Linked DNA regions of Zea mays: region 1 is linked to region 2. Evidence: chromatin contacts called from public Hi-C data. All regions are on one chromosome and are shown on one strand. Each heading gives the region's core, a stretch centred on a gene start, on an enhancer-like site or on the middle of the called end of the contact. The rest is flanking DNA. Distances are from core to core; before and after follow the strand shown. Region 1 has its middle 62 kb from the start of LOC103642369. Region 2 holds the start of LOC100272754.

Region 1 (6,533 bases), core at 1,323-3,822, 370 kb after region 2:
CAGTCCGGTGCTACACCGGACAGTCCGGTGAATTATAGCGGAGTGGCTCCCCAAATTCCCGAAGCTAGCGAGTTGGAGTTGATCCACACTGGTGCACCGAACACTGTCGGTGGTGCACCGGACACTGTCCGGTGGCACACCGGACAGTCCGGTGCGCCAGACCAGGGCAGCCTTTGGTTGCTTTGCTCCTTTTTTTTGAACCCTCTCTTTTAACTTTCTATTGGTTTATTGTGAAACTTTGGCACCTGTAGAACTTATAATCTAGAGCAAACTAGTTAGTCCAATTATTTGTGTTGGGCAATTCAACCACCAAAATCAATTAGGAAAATGTTTTAGCCTATTTCCCTTTCAAAATGTCAGGTTGTTCATCAACACTACCAAACTGTGCATGTGCATCTGATGAATTAGACATATTCTCATGGTCACTTACATTGTTATCATCGGCGTTGATATCAACATGTTCTTCTTCTCTAGATTTCTCATTGGTTGGTTCCTCTGTCCCCACGAGAACTATTGCCAACGCAAACGCATCATTTGGATTCGTCGAAGCACTAGCATTGCTCTTGAAAAACTTGTCAATAGCTCCTCTCTATGAGTCTATGAGATCATCCACACGTTTTTCCTTTTCCTTTTTTCACTTCCAGATGGATATCTTCTCGATGACATGATTACACAAAGCACTGAAAATAAAAAAGATATATATCACAAATTGAATGATAACATAAGAATGACTATACATATCTAAATAGTGTGGTTATTATTATTAATCAGTTATCTTAAATTTGTTAATTAGATTAAGCCAACAATAAGCCAACAATCAGTTACCTTAAATAGCTCGCAGGACGCAGGACCACGCAGGGAGGGATCGCCGGATCCGCGAACGGCGATCGTGATCACCTGATCGGTGATCCGGTGGCGGTGATTGACTGATCGGCTCGGCTGATCTGAATATCTGATTGCCAACCGCTAGGAGGAGCCCAGGACGCGGGACTGCGGGAGCGGCCGAGCGGACGCCAGGCAGGCGATTAGGCGGGCGGCACCGCGGCAGGCGAAGGCGAACGATCGGTCGATCGCTATAGCCTATAGGCTGCAGGGTCCGTGAGTCCGTCCGTGGAATATTTTTGATGGGGTGGGGCCCACTAGCTTTGTGGGGCCCGGTGCGGTGGCACCGCTTGCACCCCCAGGGCCGGCCCTGGGTTTTTGTATGAACTGGTACAAAGGTTACGTCTTTTAGTACCGGTTCAAGTCAACTAGTCCTAAAGTCATCTCTTTAGTACTAGTTCATACAATCGAGACTAAAGATCGAGGTCTTTAGGTACCGGTTGGTAGTCCCGTATTGTAGCCAGTTCCTAACCGATATAGATTTTGCATTTTGCAGCAGTGAATCTATTATCTATGTTGTGGTTATGGTGGATAATCCTCGCTGGTTACATGGACCAAAAAAATAAAGACCCGAAAAGTCACCAAGATATCCTGTTTTTGTTATTTTTCATATATATATAAACTTTGCAGAAAGTTTGGAGCGTGTTGCACGCCCAAAATTAAGTGCACTTCCAAGAAAGCATGTCATGCGTACAGACTATCTAGCAATTAGCATTGTATAAAATTAACCACAGCCACAGCAGCAGTCCCCAAGTGGCTCTTTATCAACCACTTTGTTCTTAATCTTTTCTCTTCTGCCAAAATCATAAATCTTTATGAGCATCGCATGTCCCTAATATTCCCAATTCCCTAGCAGATCCAGCGCGTGAAGAAAGGCAAACTATAGAGTTGGAAAGCATAGGCCACCGTGCATTCTTAGAGCAACTTTATTAGGGGACTCTTTATATCCTTTCTAATAGCTAGAAATATAGTTTTTTTAAAAAAAAATACTAACAATCTTTTTAAATAGTCATCCCAATATACTTGTTTTCTATTAATATGGACTTCATTAATCAAAGATAGAAAATGACAATAACTATAAGAAATATAGAGAAAAGTTTATGGATAGTGAAAAAATATAGAAGACAGTTTTTATGTAAATAACACTATAAATGATATTATAAATAGTGAAATTTAGAAAAGCTCTTGCTCTCTATCCTAAGATTATGATCAAGATCGACTTTGGATTCCCAATTCCTTCTCCTTGAAGTAACCAGAGCCCGTACCACTAAAGCCAGAAAGTGTAACTTCAATTCCGCAAATACACATCTGCTCAACACGTTCTCTATTTCGTCAACACACTTTTGTTCTACTAAACTAGCACTTGAAGATGTAGCCGTACCGTATCAACTTAACCTTTCGGCTGTGCAGTGGGCCCATGCCAAAATCCCTGTTGCAAAGCTCAGATAACAGACTTTGAGAAAGATCCAGCGGTCACTGACGAGTGACGACGTCACATTCCAATCTGACGTGGCCATATCTAATTGTGCTGCTAAGCACATCCAAGTGTCCAGCGTGTCGCTGTCCACAACACGGAACCTCCTGACGTGCCGTGCGTAGGTCACATTTCCGATCCCGGCCGTCCACACCTCGGCACCTGTCCCAACTCCCAACTGTGCAGTGGGCCCACGCCGACCACGCGCCATGTCATGTGCGAGATATTTCCGGGGTGGGCGGGTTGCCGACTCCGGATGCCTGGGGTTGCGGGACCGTCGGTCGTCGGCGCTGAGGCCTTTCCGCCATGTGTCGGCATTCGGCAACAGCAGCAAAGGAGGATGGAGCAGAGGAGCAGACACGGTTCATACACGGAATGGCTATGGGCCGTACTGTCAGCATCACTTTCCCAACTACTCAGGAGGCGGGCGTCCAAGTCAGCCGTGGCGGCAAGACAACCGGAGAACACTCAAGAGTCACGAGCACAAGAAAATGGGCCGGCGAGTAAGAAGGCCGAATTCGAGGATTGAGGGCCCTGAATGGGTCGTGTAAACAGACTGGCACTGATTGTATAAGCGGCAACCAGGTTAGAGATGACAATACGTAAATACTCATCGAATATTACTATCTCATACACACCCTCGAGAATAAATAATCATGTCGAGCCACCCATATCTACGGGTAGATATGAATTTATCCCCATACTCATACCCATGTGGTATGGGCACTCATCGGGTCGCCCGTACTATCACACCTGGATTTAAGGGCAAACTCGGGCGCGAAACAAATATGTGCTAGTATCAAGTCTCATACATATGATAACTCATGGTATAGAAATGAATGTCACATCTTTATTATATAGTTGAGGTTCTGTACAAAATAGCTAAATAAATACATCATATGAAGACAACGATCTTTCGCAACCATAGTTGACTGGGAGACGACGACCTAGACCTCTCATGAACTCATCACGCCATCCTTCATGTTGCTTATCTTGCGGTACCTGTCCATGACCGGGGGTTAGTACAACAAGGTTGAGCTCGCATATGTTCGTCACTCAACAAGTTGTAGGGAATAATATGCATGAGCTCACTTACGACGGGGCTCATGTAAAGTGTAAGGCTCATTAACAAATAGGGTTAAGCCTGAGCATTTCTTTTAATAAGTTGGTCAAAATTTTAGTTGCAGTTACTAAGTATAAGTAGATATCATTCCAATAAAATAAGAGATCACAATTAATAATAAATCCAACAATGCAATGCATATGACAAATTAAGTTTAATTTCATAAGTTATTCATGTGAGGGTCTGAGCCGCTCTTGACCGTGAGTACTGCTGATATATCAGTTTTACACTCTGCAGAGGTTTCACAACTTTACCCACAAGACATGTTTCCCGTTTAGCCAGGGTTTGCGAGACCCTTAGACACTCCCAAGGTGAATGGCTAGGGATCCACTGCGAGGCCTGTCGGGGACCATAATTAGGGGTACCCCCAAGACTCCTAATCTCAGCTGGTAACCCCCATCAGCACAAAGCTGCAAAGGCCTGATGGGCGCGATTCCAGTCAAGGCTTCATCCACACAAGGGACACGATCTCGTCTCACCTGAGCCCAACCTCGGGCAGGAACAATAGACCAAGGCAGATTCACGCCTCGCCCGGGGGTCTCCTCAAACAACGGACGCACCTTCGACTCGCCCGAGGCCCAGCTCGGGCAGGCTTCGCGGAGAAGCAGCCTTGGCCAGATCGCCACGCCAACCGACCGTATCGCAGGAGCATTCAATGCAAGGATCGTCTGACACCTTATCCTGACGCACGCTCCTCAGTCGACAAGGCCGCAGTGACCGCAGTCACTTCGCCGCTCCACTGACTGACCTGACAGGAAAACAACGCCGCCTGCCCTGCTCCGACTCCTGTGCCACTCGCCAGAGTGAGGCCGACAACAGCTAAGTCCAGCCTCGGGCGCCATAGGAAGCTCCGCCTCGCCCGACCCCAGGGCTCGGAATCAACCTCGACGCCAGAAGACGGTCTCCGCCTCGCCCGACCCCAGGGCTCGGACTCAACCTCGACGCCGGAAGACAGTCTCCGCCTCGCCCGACCCCAGGGCTCGGACTCAACCTCGACGCCGAAAGACGGTCTCCGCCTCGCCCGACCCCAGGGCTCGGACTCAACCTCGACGCCGGACGACGGTCTCCGCCTCGCCCGACCCTAGGGCTCGGACTCAGCCTCGACCTCGGACGACGGTCTCCGCCTCGCCCGACCCCAGGGCTCGGACTCAGCCTCGACTCTGGAAGACGGTCTCCGCCTCGCCCGACCCGAGGGCTCGGACTCAGCCTCGACCTCGGAGGAGTCACCACCTCGCTCGACCTCGGGCTCGAACCGACCACGTCACAGGAGGGGCCATCATTACCCTACCCTTAGCTAGCTCAGGCTATGGGGAACAAGACCGGCGTCCCATCTGGCTCGCCCCAGTAAAACAAGTAATGATGGCACCCCGCATGCTCCATGACAACGGCGGTTCTCAGCCCCTTACGGAAGCAAGGAGACGTCAGCAAGGATCCGATAGCCCCGACAGCTGTGCTTCCACAGGGCTCAAGCGCTCCTCCGACGGCCATGACATCACATGAACAGGGCAGCAACACCTCTCTGACAGCCACGACGACATGTACATAGGGCTCTGGCTCCCCTTTGCTAGACACGTTAGCACATTGCTACACCCCCCATTGTACACCTGGGCCCTCTCCTTACATCTATAAAAGGAAGGTCCAGGGCTCTCGTACGAGAAGGTGGCCGCGCGGGAGAACGGGCTGGCGGACAGTCTCTCTCTGCCTCTCTCCCTCGCGAACGCTTGTAACCCCCTACTGCAAGCGCATCCGCCCTGGGCGCAGGACAACACGAGGCTGCGGTTTCCCCTTACTGTTTTCCCCCCTTGTGTTCCGTCTCGCGCGGACCCATCTGGGCTGGGACACGCAGCGACAATTTACTCGTCGGTCCAGGGACCCCCCGGGGTCGAAACGCCGACAGTTGGCGTGCCAGGTAGGGGACTGCTGCGTGTTGACGAACAACTTCCCGTCAAGCTCCAGATGGGTAGTCTCCAGCAACCTCTCCAACCCGGGACGGTGCTCTGTTTCAGGAGCCTTGAGTTCATGTCCCTCGACGGCAGCTACGACATGATACTCCTTCCTCCGCCGCGCGACAACGACAATGGCGGCCGTCAGCCCGCCCGCCGGCGGCGGAATCGACGACGTCTTCCCCACATGGCGGAAGAGCAACATCCGGGTCTGTCCCATCACCTTCCCCACCGACGGAGGAGGAGGCGGGGCAGGCATGGCCAAGCAGGAGGTGGCACTTCGTCGGCTGTCGAGCGAGTCGACGGCGCCGGTGCCCCAACGGGGGACACGTCGAGCGTTGACCTCGCGTCTGAGACGAAGACGAGCGTCGTTTCCCCGCAACACGCCAACCCCAAGCAGACGGACGACGCCAGCACGCTCGCGAAGGACTTGCTGGGCGTTAGCCTCGTACCTGAGATAATGGTGCAGTCCGTCCCTGACGCGACTTTGTCACCATCCGTCGATCAAGAGGTACCGTCCGTTTCCCATCCTATGCCTTTTAGATTCAGCTTCGACCCACCAAGCGACCCCGCTTCGGTGGATGCTTTCATAAAGGCATATCCGAACCTTCCGAGGTATTATATGCGGTCAACCTGGGACCGACTGACGGCCGTCTCGACCTACGGGCCCCCGGGTTCCGAGGAAGATGACGAGCCCGACTATGGTTGGGATTTCTCCGGGCTCGATAACCCCAGTGCCATGCGGGACTTCATGACCGCATGTGACTACTGCCTCTCCGATTGCTCCGATAGTAGCCACAGCCTCGGCGACGAGGACTGTGGCCCAAGTCGCGAATGTTTCCACGTCGATCTAGGGGGTCTCGACGAAGGCAACCACCTTGGTATGCCGGAGGACGGCGATCCCCCTAGGCCTGCGCCTCACGTTGACATCCTTCGGGAGCTAGCTGTGGTCCCAGTCCCTGCGGGGGGTCAGGACGCACAGCTCGAGCAAATCCGCGAGGTACAGGCCAGGCTCGACGAGGAAGCAGGACAACTTGTGCAGCTTCTGCAAAATATCGGGCAGGAGTGGGCAGGCCGAGCACCGGCCGGAGAAGCGCGTCATCTGGCCCAG
Region 2 (6,801 bases), core at 852-3,351:
TCAATTTGATTTTGGTCCTAAAGAGACTGCCTTCACCAAGCCAAAAAATTGGTCAATCATTTAAAGCGGTCTTTGTGCGCGGGCATATCGATGGAGTACCGATTGCTAAAATGTTGGTAGATGGTGGGGTGGCCATGAATTTAATGTCATACTCATTGTATAGAAAATTAGGGAAGCAGGATGACAAATTAGTCAAAACTAATATGACACTCAGCGGCATTGGAAGCGATAGTTCGATCAAGGCCAAGGGAGTCATGTCTGTTGAATTAACCATCGGGACAAAGACTCTTGTTGGTGCTTTCTTCGTCGTCAACATAGAAGGAAATTATAGTATAATCTTAGGTAGATATTGGATTCTTGCAAATCAATGTATACCTTCTACTTTACATCAAATGTTATTACAATGGGTAGGAGATAAGGTAGAACAGGTACATGTCGATGCATCAGCTTGCATTGCCATAACCGATGCCCCTGTACTCTAGACCTATGAGACTTCCACCTATCTCATAGGAGTCGATTTTTCTGATTACCAGTTCATAAGCATAGATATAAGAGGGTTCATCCCTGTAATGCTAGAGTCGGCTAAATCATAAATAAGGTTAAAATGATAAACACACTAATAAATAGTGACTGTCGGGACGTGGACGGTCCGACCCCTAAGGCTGGACGGTCAAGGTGCACCAGAGAATGGCGTAGAGAACATACCCTGTCACGGACTATCCGCCCCAACATCGGATAGTCCGGTGGCTACCAGAGAGTGCAGCAGAGAGTCCACTGTCCTGGATAGTCTGGCCCCTGAGGTCGGATAGTCTGCGGATGCATAGAGAGCCTCAAACTATTTTGAGGTATGCACAAGAGAAGAATTTAGAGATCTCGACAAATTAGGACATGGGTTTACATCGGCCGATCCTTTGGAGGAGATTGATATAGGGGAAGGTAAAACTCCAAGACCGACTTTTGTGAACAAGACCCTGAAGCCGATCCTAGGAATGAAATGATTGGCTTATTAAAAGAATACTCTGATTGCTTTGCTTGGAACTACACTGAGATGCCAGGATTAAGCCGAGAGCTAGTGGAGCATCGATGACCTATTAAGTCTGGCTTCAAGCCCTTCAAGCAGAGACCAAGATCATTTCGTCCAAGACTTATTGCCTAGGATCAAAGACAAAATTCACAGGCTCTTGGAAGCTAACTTTATTAGGTCTTGCAGTTATACGAAATGGATCTATAATATTGTGCGGGTGGAGAAGAAGGATTCAGATAAGCTCAGAGTATGTATTGAATTCCGAAATCTAAATAGGGCGATTCCTAAAGATGAATATCATATACCTGTAGCCGACATGTTAATTAATAATGCATCAGGAAATATAGATATTAGCTTTCTTGATGGCAATGTGTTATATAATCAGACCTTCCTGATCGAGAAAGATACGTCTAAAACGATCTTTATATGTCCGGGCGTTATTTGAGTGGATGGTTATGACATTCGGTTTAAAAAATGTTGGTGTCACTAATCAAAGGCCTATTCATTTGATCTTTTATGAGTTGTTGGGAAACACTATGAAAGTTTACATTAATGATATATTAGTTAAATCAGCTGAATTTGGTTCTCATATAACTTATTTGCGCAAAACTTTTGATAAGATGTGTTAATATGATTTAAAAATAAACTCTTATAAATATACTTTTGGAGTATCGATCGACAAATTCTTAAAATTCATCATTCATGAACAGGCAGCGGAGTAATGGCAGCCATGCGACTGGAGAAAAGGAAGGAGAGCCGAGCGTAAGCAGCAGCGAAAAAAAAAATCCTTCCCCTTTTTAGAGGCCAGCAGCGGCAACTGACGACGCAGTGGGTCAAGTGGGCTATCTTTTGTGCACGAGGGCCCATGTCCCTGCTCGAAACGAAGCCCATTACATGCGGTGACGGGTGGGCGTCTCGTCTTCTCCGACGAGGGAGCCCCAGCCACTAGCTACCAACCCGTGACCCTAAAACCAACTAAAGTCCAGAACAGAGGCAGCTCTCTTGGCGTGCTCACCTGCTTGCTCCAAGATTTACCCCTCCCTCGGTGCCTGATACCTCTATCCTCCGCATCCGTCTCTAAAGACAAGGCAGTCGTCAAGAAAGGGAGTTTGACCAAGAGCCTGTGGTGTCCGTCGGCTGCCATCCATGGCAGGGGAGGCCAAGAAGCTCTTCTTCGCATCCGAGGTTACTCTCCACGCCTCCAGGAAGGACTGCTGGGTCGTCATCGGCGGCAAGGCGAGTGAGAAGAAGATCATCCTTGCTGTGCTTCTCTTGCATCTGTGGGGAAGAGAGAGATCCGACCTCTGATATGGTTTGGTCGGCCTCTGATTGTTTTTCTGGCTGGTTGGTTTCAGGTGTATGATGTGACCAAGTTCTTGGAGGACCACCCTGGGGGAGAGGATGTGCTTCTCCATGCATCAGGTAGTAAGCTCAGCTTTGATTTCCTCTCGTCTGCTTGTTGACAGATGACAGAACCGTAACCTTATCGGTCCAATTTCGTGACAATTGCATATTTGGGACATTAAACATAGCGCTTCGCAATATTGCCATCCAAAAGATTTATTTCGCAAAATAGGGACTACAAACATCTTCTAATTGATTATACTACCAGTTATTGTATAATCTTCCTTTTATTACTTGGTTCCCTGTATTTTGTATCTAAGGAGACCAAATTACCTTGTGCGTGCGTTTTGTCTCCATGCCGCCATGGACGACCGGCTACCGTCCTGCCCACAGCCGCCCCATGCCCCGTCCAGGCCCGGGCTCACCCCTGCTGCGCCATCTGCCGAGCTCGACCCTGCGCGCTGGCCGAGGCCGCTGCCGCGCCGACCACCACGCTGGGCGAGATCGCGCTAGGTGAGGTCGTGCTGGGCGATGTCATGCTGGACAGGGCGCCTCGTCTGCATCATAGCCCATGGACACACCGACCATGGAAAAGCTGTATCGTTGTCCTGGTGTTTCATGAGCATTACGTGAGCAATAAGAGTTGTTTGCATCCTACAAGTTGCAAATACTAGCTTCATGCTGGTGAGTGCAGACAAGCTGCAAGTTGCAAATACTAGCTTCCTGCTGCTGACGAATCTACAATTTACAAATACTAGCTTCCTGTTGGCCAGCTGTTCACTTGATCCTGGTGAGCGCGAGAGAGCAGGCGAGCTGCGTATAATTACATAGGGCTACAAGCGGCTAATCAGGGAAAAATACATGAAATTAGATTAGAAAAGCTAGACTATAGGCTAAATTGTAGTATAATCGAGTAGATGTTTGTAGTCCCCTTTTTGCGAAGTAAATCTTTTGGATGGCAATATTACGGAGCGTTATGTTTAGAGTCCCAAATATGCAATTGTCTCGTCCAATTTTCTCATTTGTAATTATGGTTTGAGACTTATGATAGACTTTGCTGGGCGAACTGAATGCAGAACTTGATCCAAGTTCCAGAACCGCTAGAATGAGAAATTAAGTTAAAAAAACCATGAATTTACACTTAGAAGCGGCATTTGGGATGGTCCCAAAATCTGAAATATACTCTCGGATTCCTGATTCACGTTCTCATCTGTATGCCGAACCCTGGTGGCCACAGATCTTTCCTTGTTTGTCTAAATGATTTTAACCTGCCTGGTCATTTTGCTACTCTTTTTACAAATAGAAATCTTGCTAAGCTGTCCATAATAAAATATATGTGGTACTCTTGAGTCTTAAATATTTTTCGTTCTCACTAATACATCAGTATCATCATTTTATTGCCTTATTAGAAAGGTTGTATAGTTGGTTGAATTCAACAGACTAATTATGCAAAAACTGCTTGCCAAAATTCTGGAACTCTTGATGGTGATTCTGGAAATATGTTGTGCTCAAGACAGACGAATGCATGGTAGTCAGCATATTCTTTACTTCGAATGTTGCTTTCATCTAGGTCAAAATTTCCAGGCCTTAATTTGCGCTAGCTTTGTCTTCCCAAATAAACCAGATCGCTAATGCCACTATGATTATTCCCTTAGATTTTTAAAAAAAAATCTATCTTCATTTAAGTGAATAGCCAAAACTATAATGTTTACTATATTAGGCCATCTCTAGCAGATCCCTTATCCTCTATCTCAAACTTCACTTTGCAAACAGTGTAAACAACAGTGTTATTAAAACTACGTTTAAACGTTGTTTAAACTACGTCTAAACGTCAAAACTCTAATTAGAGGTTGAAATCACGTTTTAGCGTTCTAAACTGTAAAACGTAGTGTTTTATGCATTTTAGACCATTAGCTATTTTTGGGCCCGGTCTATTAGTTACTTTTGGGGTTCAATCCAGCTCATGGGTGAAGTTTTGGTAAGCCACTAACCTCTCCGTTTTGGTATTTAACTTCATATTATTGTCTGAAATTATGATATATTGGTATTTTTCCTATGTTGTTTAAAACTACGTTTAAACAAAGTTTAAACGTTTAAAAGTCAAAATTTCACCCATGAGCGTTCCAACGTTTTATCGTTTTAATAAGCTTGGTAAACAATGTCATTTATAGTTTCGCGTCTCCTATTTTACTCTGCAAACAGTGTAGAGCTTTACATGATTCCATCAAAATACTTTGTATAAATAGAATTTGCTAAGCTTGATTTTATCTGGCTGTAATAAATTTTTGAAGCCTCTGGGGATGCCACGGAAGCATTCGAAGAGGTGGGACACAGCACTTCAGCCGTCAGCATGATGGACAGCTACTTGATTGGAAGCATCAAGGACTATGTTCGTCCGAGTGCATCGAAGGCCACAGATCCTTGGAGCGCTGATGTTCTACCAAATTCCAGGACGATGCAAGGGAACAAAGTCACTCCTAATCCAAATACCTTCCTGGACTTTCTTCTCCCATTGTTTGTGCTTGGCCTGGCATTTGCAGCTTGGTATTACCTAACCTTCATCTCCAAGAACCATTAAATACAGTGAAGCTGGGAATTATTTCTCACTATTATACTGTTAGGGTTATATCAGAGAAAACATTAAAAGAAGGCAAACCTTGTATTATGGTATTTTGCACTTGAAGGTTGCTAGCTAGGGTTTCCTTGGATGTCCTTTCTTACATGTAACAGGCATGTCAGTACGCAGATGTATGAATGAAACAATTTATCCTTATTTTTCCAATTTGTGCTTCAGATTCATTTTCTTATATTTTTTTATTTTTTAGTAAAGATCCCAATGATTTAGTACAATTTGATTGTACATATCAACTCATCGGCATACAAAGATGCACTTAGCGAATCCCTAGGCAATCATGATATCATGTTTAGTACCAGTTGAACATGGTATAGTCTGGTATTCTTCTTATAACCATTGTTGATGGGTACTAATATGGTAGCTTACTGGTCTGTATATGAAGTCAGAGAAACCATGACATTTGCATCTGAAAAGATAATATTCTTCATAATTGGTGCCATCTGTAAATGACTGTAATGGTACATGCTGATGGTTATGTTGCTATTTAAGTTAGAGAATTAGACTATTCAGGGTAATATGTAAATGACTGATGTTTTAATATATGGAGTATTATACAAGTGAAATGGCGTGCCGAGCAGACAGAAAGTTGATAGCTGTTGGGCTGTGCTGTTAAAAAAATTATTGTAGGCTGTGAGCTATGAAAAACTGCCGTAGACTATGAACGGCTAAAAAAGCTAAAAACTATTTAGTGAAAACCACTAAAAAAGCTAAAAATAATTTCACATATATTTTTATTGTTCCATCCAAAAGCTGCTAAAAACAGCTCTAGATGTGTTTTCAGTTTTATACTGCGAGAAAGTCGTCTTTTAGAAAAAAACTGGTTTCTAGATTCAGCTCTTTGGTTTAACTTTTAGCTTTTAGGGGATAAAAGCCAAACCAAACTGTGCGAGGTAAAATGTTTATGCTGGGATACTGGTTAGTGCAGCAGCAGCAAACCGCACCCCAATCTCAGGTGTAAGTTCAGATGCCATAAGTGCCCAGATATAAGCGGGCGGAGTTCATGAGTGGCTATCCCTCTATCTTTACCCATTATGTAGATCCCATGGACGCCGAGGATTGGCTGCGTACCATGAAACGTCAGTTGCGCACTGCTCAGTGCAACGATCGTGAGAAGGTGTTGTATGGTCCCAGTCTGCTAAGTGAAGCAGCACAGTCCTGGTGGGAGTCTTACCTCGCCACCTATGCTGACCCTGAAGCCACCACCTAGGAGGATGTAATACCCAATTTATAAAACCTATAAAAGAGTTGATCTCCTTATGTGATTTGCTATCTACCTTTTGAGTCAGGTGACTAAACATAATTAAAAGATAATAATTCCTTACTAAATCATAAAAAGAAAGCCATGCATCATGTTGAGTTCTTATGTTTGTGCATTTAATACTGGCAAGATTAATAAAGATGTGCTAATGTCTAAATTAGAATTTAACCAAAGAATTGCAATTTAGAGCATTGGAATAATAAGCTAGAAATGGAAAAGAAATAAGAAAATACTACATAAAACAAAATAAAAATAAGAATAAATTCTTACTTAACTGGTGCATTCAGTTGTACATTTAAACGAGGACAAATTCACCACAAATTTGAGATTCAAATTTGGATGGAAAAATAAGAAAGAAAAGAGAATACAAGAAAAAGAAAAAAAGGGAAGCTTACTCGGGTCGACCGCTACTATTCTGGCCCATCTAACCTCACCGCTTCTCCGTGCGGCCCATCAGCCAAATGGGCGCGCCGACATGTGGGACCCACCGGGCGGCCGCACTCTCGCACTCACCTCTTACCCTTTCGCTGGTTTGCGGGC

Evidence for each region. Hi-C and Micro-C count contacts between places; a contact is called where the count stands out from the background.
Region 1: a contact with region 2 is called in a Hi-C map of tassel, with 4 times the contacts expected there. The contact joins the enhancer-like site here to the promoter of LOC100272754 in region 2. A contact is called at or near these places in 2 of 25 Hi-C or Micro-C datasets (ear and tassel).

What each region holds. Positions count from the first base shown.
Region 1 is chr10:33,740,784-33,747,316 of Zm-B73-REFERENCE-NAM-5.0, forward strand. No RefSeq gene overlaps it. Among protein-coding and RNA genes, the nearest start is that of LOC103642369, 62 kb to the right of the region's middle. Within about 2 kb of position 2,573, at least 17 of the 20 cell types and tissues checked have an H3K27ac peak or open chromatin away from gene starts, as enhancers often do. A contact at or near this core is called in ear and tassel, where this site is marked.
Region 2 is chr10:33,374,396-33,381,196 of Zm-B73-REFERENCE-NAM-5.0, forward strand. It overlaps LOC100272754, which reads left to right and starts at 2,102. Exons shown (of 4, transcript NM_001147207.1): 1 at 2,102-2,260; 2 at 2,380-2,446; 3 at 2,762-3,052; 4 at 4,660-5,160. The coding sequence starts at 2,171. The coding sequence ends at 3,042.